Linked DNA regions of Mus musculus: region 2 is linked to region 1. A link is a contact called in public HiChIP or PLAC-seq data. All regions are on one chromosome and are shown on one strand. Each heading gives the region's core, a stretch centred on a gene start, on an enhancer-like site or on the middle of the called end of the contact. The rest is flanking DNA. Distances are from core to core; before and after follow the strand shown.

The links. HiChIP or PLAC-seq counts read pairs in DNA pulled down with a chosen protein or histone mark.
Region 2: a FOXA1 HiChIP or PLAC-seq map of pancreatic cancer cells shows a contact between it and region 1. The contact joins two enhancer-like sites. A contact is called at or near these places in 1 of 484 Hi-C or Micro-C datasets (muscle stem cells) and 1 of 115 datasets of contacts at active chromatin or transcription factors (pancreatic cancer cells).

What each region holds. Positions count from the first base shown.
Region 1 is chr3:104,673,112-104,677,528 of GRCm38.p6, reverse strand. No RefSeq gene overlaps it. Among named protein-coding and RNA genes, the nearest start is that of Gm34548, 5.3 kb to the left of the region's middle. Within about 2 kb of position 2,183, at least 184 of the 459 cell types and tissues checked have an H3K27ac peak or open chromatin away from gene starts, as enhancers often do. A contact at or near this core is called in pancreatic cancer cells, where this site is marked.
Region 2 is chr3:104,293,327-104,297,882 of GRCm38.p6, reverse strand. No RefSeq gene overlaps it. Among named protein-coding and RNA genes, the nearest start is that of Gm5546, 65 kb to the left of the region's middle. Within about 2 kb of position 1,827, at least 83 of the 459 cell types and tissues checked have an H3K27ac peak or open chromatin away from gene starts, as enhancers often do. A contact at or near this core is called in pancreatic cancer cells, where this site is marked.

The sequences.
Region 1 (4,417 bases), core at 934-3,433:
GAGACAGGGTCTCACTATATAGCCCTGGCTGTCCTGGAACTCACTCTGTAGACCAGGCTGGCCTCGAACTCATAGAGATCTGCTTGCCTCTGACTCCCTAGTGCTGGGATTAAAGGTGTGCATCACTTTATCTGGCTGATAATCTTATAACTGACGTCATCTCAGTTTACCAGTGCTAGCAGAGCAGCAATGCAGTGAGGGATATCCTGGGCTGGAATTAAAGGAATTTTTAAAAAAATTAAATTAAGCCAGTTGTTAGTGGTAGAAACCTTTGATCCCAGTACTCAGGAGGCAGAGGCAGGTGAATCCCTCTGAGTTTAAGACCAGCCTGGACTACAGAGTGAGTTCCAGGACAGCCAGGGATACACAGAGAAACCCTATCTCGAATCCCCCCCCTCAAATTAAGTAAATGATTAAAAATGAGGCTAACCATAGTGTCAGAGGGCCAGTTTGGTTTAAATAGTAGTGAGTTTCAGGACAGCCAAGGCCACAGAGAAATCCTGCCTCAAAAAATAAAGACAGAAACAAATTCGCAAAGAAAATAACAAAAGCCGGCCAGTGTGTCAGATACTTGTCATCCTAGCCTTTGCACGGAGGTTGGAGGACCAAGGGTCCCAGGCCAGTTGAACCGCATAAGGCTATGCCTTAAAATGGAGGAGAGTCGTTAACAAATCAATAAACTTAATCATAGGCCTTTTATTTGTGGTTCATGAGTCACAACAACACATCCTGGAGTTTGCCTTATAGAAAAGGGGTCTGAAGAAGTAGAAACAAAATGAAAAGCAGATTTGCTTGAGGCAGCAGGGTGGGGGGTGGATGGGTGGGGGGTGGGTGGGGGTGCTGTGGGGGGGGGGGTGTTCAATGCCAACAGCAGAAGAGTGACTAAGACTCTGATATGAGTTCAGTTCCCAGCATCAAATAATCAATCAGCCAATCAAAAGGTGGCACTCTTTAAATCCCAGAACTCTGGAGGTAAAGGTAGGTAGATCTCTGTTAGTTCCAAGCTGGCCAGGGCTGCTGCATCGTGAGACCATCTCAAAAACAAAAACAAAAACAAAAAAACAACAAAAACTCACATAGAAGCCGGGCGTGGTGGCGCATGCCTTTAATCCCAGCACTCGGGAGGCAGAGGCAGGCGGATTTCTGAGTTCAAGGCCAGCCTGGTATACAAAGTGAGTTCCAGGACAGCCAGGGCTATACAGAGAAACCCTTTCTCAAAAAACAAAAAGACAAAACAAACAAACCAACAAACAAAAAACAAAAAAACCTCACAAAGATAGGTTAACTGGGCTTGTACAGGTTAGCCCAAAGGGGATTTCCTATTCATAACAGCTAAACTGGCTTACTTGGAATTACAGCTATTTCTCTTTTTGCCATCATCATCATCGTCACTATCATCAGTGAAGGTTGGTAAACAACCTGGTTTTGGCTCCACTAAGCATGATTGACTTATCTTTGCCTTAGCTATGTGCCCAGTACCAATAGCCTCCCATAAATCTTAACGCTTGAAAGTCAGCTCGCATTCCCTCCGGTGGATAAATTGTCAAAGCCCAGTTGATGATGGGTGACTCTGGTTTTCTTGCGAACTTACTCTGGTTTTGTAATTTTGTTTTTGTTTTCCTTTCTTTCACTTCCTAGACGAAGCCCTTTCAGAGTGGGCAGGGAGACAGACACATGAGGAAATTCACTTCAGCAGGGCATCTGCTAAGCGTGGCAGGATTCCTGCTCCAGACTCTCAAAGCCTCCTATTAATGGAAAGAGCAGGTTAACCTGGTCTGACCGACAGGAAGCCACCGTACAGGAATAGGTGGAGTTCTGACATCCGGTGGGGACAGCTGGGGGGAGCGGATGGGGGAGGGGACACCTAGGTGTGCCAGGGGAGCCGAGGTAAAGCTAAGGTCCAGGGGGCCAGCGTGCTGGGTGGCTATGGGCCACACGAGGGCGCCGCACACTGCCACGTAAGGGCCTGAACTGTCTCTACGGAGCTATGTCGGAGAAAAGGCTTTGATGGGAAAGAGGGTGGGCGGAGACCATCCTGGGTGTCCAGCGACGGGCCCCTCTCTTGTTCCTTGAAGGTCGGCGTGAGGTCTCCCTGGACTTGGAACAGCCGCTGTTCAGGTCCTGAGGAATTAACGCCTCTGTAGATCAGGTCCAGCTGTGTGTAGGAGGGAGGATGTTTGCGGTCACTGGGGTGTGTTGTGTTAGGAATGACCGCAGTACTGGGGTGTGAGGGTGGGTGCGTGGATTTCTCCAGAGGTGTAGGTGGGAGGGAGTAGACAGTTTCTACTCCCAGGGGGCTGGCGCTAGTGTCTTCTAGGAGCAGCACTTAAGGCAAGATGTAGACCCCATTAGAATCAGACGATCTTCCCATCAGAGGAAGTCCCCCATTTGGAAACAGTCAGGATGAATGGTTGCTTTAGCTTGGCCAAGCTGCTGGGGTAAACGCCTCAAGCAGAAGCTGCATCAAAGCCTGGAGCCTGTCCAGCCATGCAGCTCAAGCACCCGGTGTCACCGAGATTTGTCCAGGGGGCACAGTGGAGATCTTGTGACCCAGGAAATAGCACTGGTCTTAGTTTAGATCAGGACATTTCCCCCTGAAAGCTGCGTGGGACAGTGGCTTGGAGCCCAGATTGGGGGGGGGGGGGAGGGATGGGAGGGGCAGCTGGAGGCTTCTGCCCACTCTCACCTTTGTCACCCAATAGCTACTTCACATGAGTCAGCTCTGCAGGCTGTACCCTGGCCTGAAGGCTCAGCCTGGGATTTGAAGGCATTAGAGTTGGTAGAAATTAACCCCCAGGATGTGAGCTTCGGGCTCGTAGGCTGAGGCTCTAGCAAGGGAAGAGGACATCCTGAGGACTGGGTGTAAGCAAGCAGAAACACGGGGAGCCTAGGCAATGCCCAGGAGGACTGCAATGGGCCAGGGAACACCAGGAAGGGTCAGTGTGAACCCAGGACTCTTGAGAACTCCAGTCGCTTCCTCTCTGCGGATCCAGACACCTCTACCATCCAGCCCCGCCCAGGCAGCTGCAATTCCTCAGCCAAATGACCCGAGACAAGAGTAAGAGGAAAACAGCTTTCTGAGCCTGCCTCTAGGGGAAAGAAGGACTATAAGAAGCAGGGATCCAGGACACAAGGTCACCGGGAAGCAGTCATGAATGTCAGGCGTGAAGGGGTGGAGATTTCAGGTCAGGGAGCTAAGGGTACACAGCTCAGTGACAGCATTTGCTTAAGAGGCCCTGGCGACAGGGTTCAGGCCTCACTACTGGAAAAAAGATTTTTCTTAGCTTATGCACAAATGGTCACGTGACATTGATAAGCAAGAGTGACTTAACCCAACACAACTCCAGTTTCACCAGCTGCAAAACTACCCTGAGGTGTTTGCAAATTTAGGAGTAAGGTAGGTAAAGGCATGCCCGTCAGGGCATGGTGATGATGGCTCACACCAGTAATCCCAGCACTTGAGAGGGTAAGGTAGAACCAATGTGGGTTTGAGACCAGCCTAACTACAGAGTTAGTTCCAGGTTTGCCTGGGCTAAGGGGAGACTGTAAACAAATAAAAAACAAAACAAAACAAAACAAAAATTTTATTGTCTTTCAACCCTAGGGGTGTCTGAGCCTTTCTCCTTCCTAACAAGTTGGCCTGGGCTCCAGACAGCAGACCTATAATTTGCCTGCACAAGTGTGATAAGAGGTCAATATTAATCTGGGTGTGGTGGTGCACACCCCAAGTCCCTGCCACTCAGGAGGTAGAAACAAGAGCCCAGAGGTTTGAAGGCCATCCAGGCAACATACTGAGACTCTGAAGAAGAGAGCGGACAGAAAAGAAAACTTTGAGAATAAGTGTAAGCCAGGTGTGGTGTCACATGCCTATACTCTCAACACTCCCAAGACTGAGGCAGGAGGGAATGTCTAATCTAAGAGAAGCCTGGGCTACACAGTTGGATCAAATAAACAAAACCCTCTCAAAAGACAAACAAATACCAGCGGAAGGATTCAGCAGGCAAACTCACTTGGTGCCAAGCCAACCCAGATGTGTAAGGTAGAAGAAAACTAACATAGAGTGTTCTCTGACCTCCACAAGAGCACACACACACTTACACAAACACACACTTAAGTAAATGTAATCAATTTTAAAAGAAATAAAACACTGGCCTAGTGGGAGGCTAGGAAGTTGGAGACTAGAGGAAGTACAAAGGCTGCCTGGATGGCAGAGTTCAGTTCAACCTGAGTAACTTAGCAACACATTATCTACATAAAAACCAAAGGATTAGGCTGGAGAGATGGCTCAGTGGGTAAGACTGCTCTTCCAGAGGTCCTGAATTCAATTCCCAGCAATCACATGGTGGCTCACAACCATCTGTAATGGGATCCGAAGCCCTCTTCTGGTGTGTCTGAAGACAGCAACAGTGTACTCACA
Region 2 (4,556 bases), core at 578-3,077, 380 kb after region 1:
GGTGGTGTGTGTAGAAGTCAGAGAACACCTTGCAATCAGCTCTCTTTCCACCATATGGAACCTGGGGATCAAACCCAAGTTGTCAGTGTTCCTGTCAAACACCCTTGCTGAGCCATCTCACCAGCCCATGGTATAGCTTCTTTGTACAAGTTTGTCAATTCCTCAAAAAAACAAAAAACAAAACAAAACAAAAAAGTCACTATACAGCTGGGCAAGTCCTAGCTATACCCAAGTAACTGGAAAACATATTTCTATATAAAAGCTCAAACCCAAACACAGCAGCAGTATCCTTAATAGCCAACGAATGGAGATAGTCCCAAATGTCCACATACTCTAATAGATAGATTTTACTTGAGCACAATGGAATTAGACAATAGTGATGATTCACTGAAAACCCCTGGAAGATGTGTTTTAAATGAATGGATTGTTATGGTATGCAAATTATATCTATTTAAAAAATAGAGACTCAGTGGACATAACAGCCACACTAGGATCAAGAGAACAAAAGCCATTTGCCAAGGAGGATGAGCAGTTTGCAGGCCCCAAAGCTGCTTCCTGTTTAAGATTATGCAGGTCGTCTGAGTCTGGCTGTTTCCTGTTTAAGTTGTAGCAGGTCGTCTGAGTAAAGCTTTAAATCAGAAAAGGTCATTTACGGAGGATTCCCCATGTATAAGGTTATTTAGTGATTGCGCTGGAGCAAGGAGTGGCTTATGTCTAAGTTCACTCTGCTGCATTATGACGCTATGATGAAATATGAAATCTATTCCGGCTATCTTTAAGAAAAATACAATAAATATGAGTAAGTTCCACAATTACTATTTTGTTAAGCCATTCTCTGCAATCAAAGGTGAAAAGTCTAATTTTGGGTTGTTTCCAAAAGTGCTTGAAAGAAAAACTCATAATGGTAGATCTTCATTAGTGCTCTTGGTAAGACCAAAGACATTTAAATACTAGTTTGTTGTGTAATAAATAGCCATAGTCTGAGTGGAAGGGAAGCCATTATGAATGAAGAAAGCATGAGATATGTTGACATTTATAGTCTCCACTGAGATATCAGCAGGTCTCACTGCCCCATTAAAACAAGCTTTCTGAAATTTGTAGCTAAAATTTTCCATCTAGTTTCATATGTTTTTACTGTCACACACACACACACATCAAAAGAAGGATAATTGGCTTGGTGGCTAAAGGTAGTTGCTGCTCAAAGCTGGCCCAAGTTCAATCCCCAGAACCTACAAGAAGATGGAAGGAGAAAACCAACTCCACAAAGTTGTCCTCTAATCTCTAGACAATGGGTCATGGCATGCCCCCCACACCCACACAAAATCTCCCCCTCACACTAAATTTTAAAAATGAGTATTCTTCAGTTACTGATTTTTTTTTCACTGTTGTGATGTCCTAATTCTGGGATTCTGAATTTTAATGTTGTTAGGTGAATGTATAGTGGTTACATTTACTTAAGTCAGCTCTAGAAAATGAAATATAGTTTGATTTTTCACGCATGATCATTCTTGGATGGACTTTACTCATGTGGAAGGGAGGGTGGTCTGATGTCTTCCACTCATTAGGCATTTAAATTACCAAAAAGTTTGTTCAAAGACTGAAAAATCAAATTAACCACATAATTGTCTGAGCAAATAAAGGACGATTATGTGATGAATTAAAAAAAATGGAAGTGTGCTCAATAATAATATGAATTCAAGAATGCATACAGGCTAAGGCATTTATTCTTCATAAGAATTTAGGGACGAGAAGGGGACAGACTCACTGGGCTTCTGTCGGTTTCTGTTTCCATGGCAGTGAGGATGACTCACTATTAAAAGCTGGACTGTTCCTTACAGGCCACGTCTTGAGCAATATGCTTCCAGCTCTGCTCATTTGACTTCAGATTCAATTGGTGTATCATTCTCAGTTGTGCAAAGAACGTGTGCGTGTGTGTGCATGCGTGTGCGTGTGCATGACGTGTAGGGAATCAGAAGTTTAAAGATTTGTTCTTGTTTGATAGTTAGTATTGTTTGATCTAACACATTCATCTTTCAGCTTCCTAACTGTGGGAACAGGACCCTGGCTCTCTTCTGTACCTTTTCTGCTCAGTATTCATTAAAGAGAGCATGTTTAATATAAACCTCTAAAACTATGGCCAATAATTTTACAGGGAACAAAACTCTAACTTTAAAGACTTACACTTTCTATACTTACTACTTTTCCCCCCTATCAAAATACTGTGAGTGCTCATTAGATTAAATTCTAACATTTGGCAACCAGCTCTATGTAGTTATGTGACAGGGAGCCCAGAAGGTCAGCTGAGGATATTAGCAAGGCAGAGGCTGGGTGTTTTCATTAAGCTTGGCTTGGCTCTATCAAGCTGATACTGGAAGAGAGGAACACTGTCTCAGAAGGAACAAGGGAAGCAAGGTAGCTCAGCATTTGTGACAACATCTGAGAGCACACTTCCTAAGTATAGGGAGGAGACATATGGAATTTCTCTAAAGCTTGAAATATTATACTTTTCAAGGAGGAAAAAAAAAGAAAATAAATATGTTTAGCTCTACCGGTGTCTTTGCTGATGAAAATAATCACAATAATTAGTCACTGCATCAAAAACGCATTGTGGAGAGTCGCTCAGCTGGAACAGTTACTTTCCCCCACCCCCCTGCCCTTTTAAATCCCACAGTCACATTCCACAGTCGTCCCCCACACAGAAACCTCTGCTACTTCAAGAGATCAGTTGTGACGCATGCTTCTATGCTAAGTTTATAAATATACGCAGATGTGATCACAGGAGAGTCTTGAGGTTCACAACCAAATGCTATGGCTACCTAAAATAGCCGTGTTTCTATTCCATGCTCCTTAATGATGTGCCGTGTTTTGATGTCTTTATTCTTGTGTGTTTGTTTGTAACTCCTCAGAGCTGTGATGATGCTGTGAAGAAGGCCCCTCCAGGCACTGGATATGTGTGCCTCTTTCTGAAACCTAGAAAGCCAGCGACTTCCAGGCTGCAGTAGGCATCAAATCTGATGCCCCAGGGCAGAGTGCAGCTTCCCTGGTCCCCTCTGCAGCCTCCAGGTCTTATACAGCCTAGATCCTGAGTCAAACCTGAGAGATCCTAATAAGAAGCAAAGACCAATTTCTCCACACTCCTTAGACTGAAAGGTCGATAAAGTAATATTAATGGCATCAAGGATGATAATGGCCACTTTAATGGCAAGTCGAACTTTAATATTTTAAAGAAATTACCCTTACATTGAGATTATTAAGATGTAGGGCTACATTAAGGAATAGAACTGTTATGAGCATGTGAAAGGAATCAACTCCCCAGAAGGGGGGAAAATCACCCTTGGCAAGTACCATCTGCTTCCATATTTTTTTCTTATTGGTTATTGGGCATTATCACGAGCATCAGTTTTTATGAGATGATCTAGATATATAGGCTAGAATGACTTTGAACTTCTGACCTTCCTATGTGAAACTATAGTGCTGGGATTACAAGTGTGCACCACCGTGGCCAGTTTATGCAGTGCTGGGGACTGAACCCACGACCTCATGAATGCTAGGCAAGCATTCCACTGAGCTTCCTCCCCAGTCCTGGGATGCATGGTGGTTATTGTGCCCATCATAAAGAACATTATTTTTCTTTTCCTTCCTGGTTAAAATTTAAAGAATTAGTCAGCTCTTCTTCCACTCAGCCATTAGGAAACATCTAGAATTGGTGGTGATCTGACTTGGAAAGTGATTTCTTAATGCTCTAACTTCAAAGGACCTTTGAAATCTCAGCACATAGGGCCCAGCCCAGGGTTAATCCAGCAAAGTGGCACTTAGTGGCCTGTTCACGGTTTGTTTTGATGGGTCGTTAATGAGTAGTCATGCATCACACTTGCATTCTAAAAAGCACAGCTTTCTGTGCGGTTGCTGGCATCCTTTTCTCTGTGTAGTTGCCATGTTTTTTTTTTTTTTTTGATACCAAGAGCCAGTGGACCAGATGGAAACAGTTGGGTTTTTTCTACCTACATCCTACATGACAAGCATGTACCATCTCTAGTTCATGTGTTGGCTTTCTTAGGGTCACAATACTGGTCTTTTTCTTCAAGCTAGGAAGGACATTTGCCACAGAGATGGTGTAAGAGTGTGTCTCCCCTACTTAGGATCCTCTTGGCTCTCCGTTCCTCCTCAAGAGAAGAAATTGAGTGGTTCTAAGTCTGGGGTTCAAGAGGACACTAAGCAGATTGCCCTGCAGCATGCAGAGAGGGGGCGGGGGCTCTGGAGAAAGGTCTGGCTCTCCCAGGTGGAGTGGAGATCCCGTTTTATAGGTCCCAAAGGAAGAGGGAGATTTTACTCCACATAGCTGAGATAGTCTACAGCACAGGCCATCAGCCAGGCCGTCTCTGATTCCTGGAGAGAGGTAGGAGGGGCCCTGAATTTCAGGAAGGATGTAAGGGGTATGAGAAGAGGGCACCTGTAGTTGAAGTGTACCTGCCTGTCCTGGGGTCTGGCAGACTACGTAAACTTCCTTGGGAAAATGCAATAGTGCCTCCTGTTTTCCTGGAATCCAGGCACCTGCA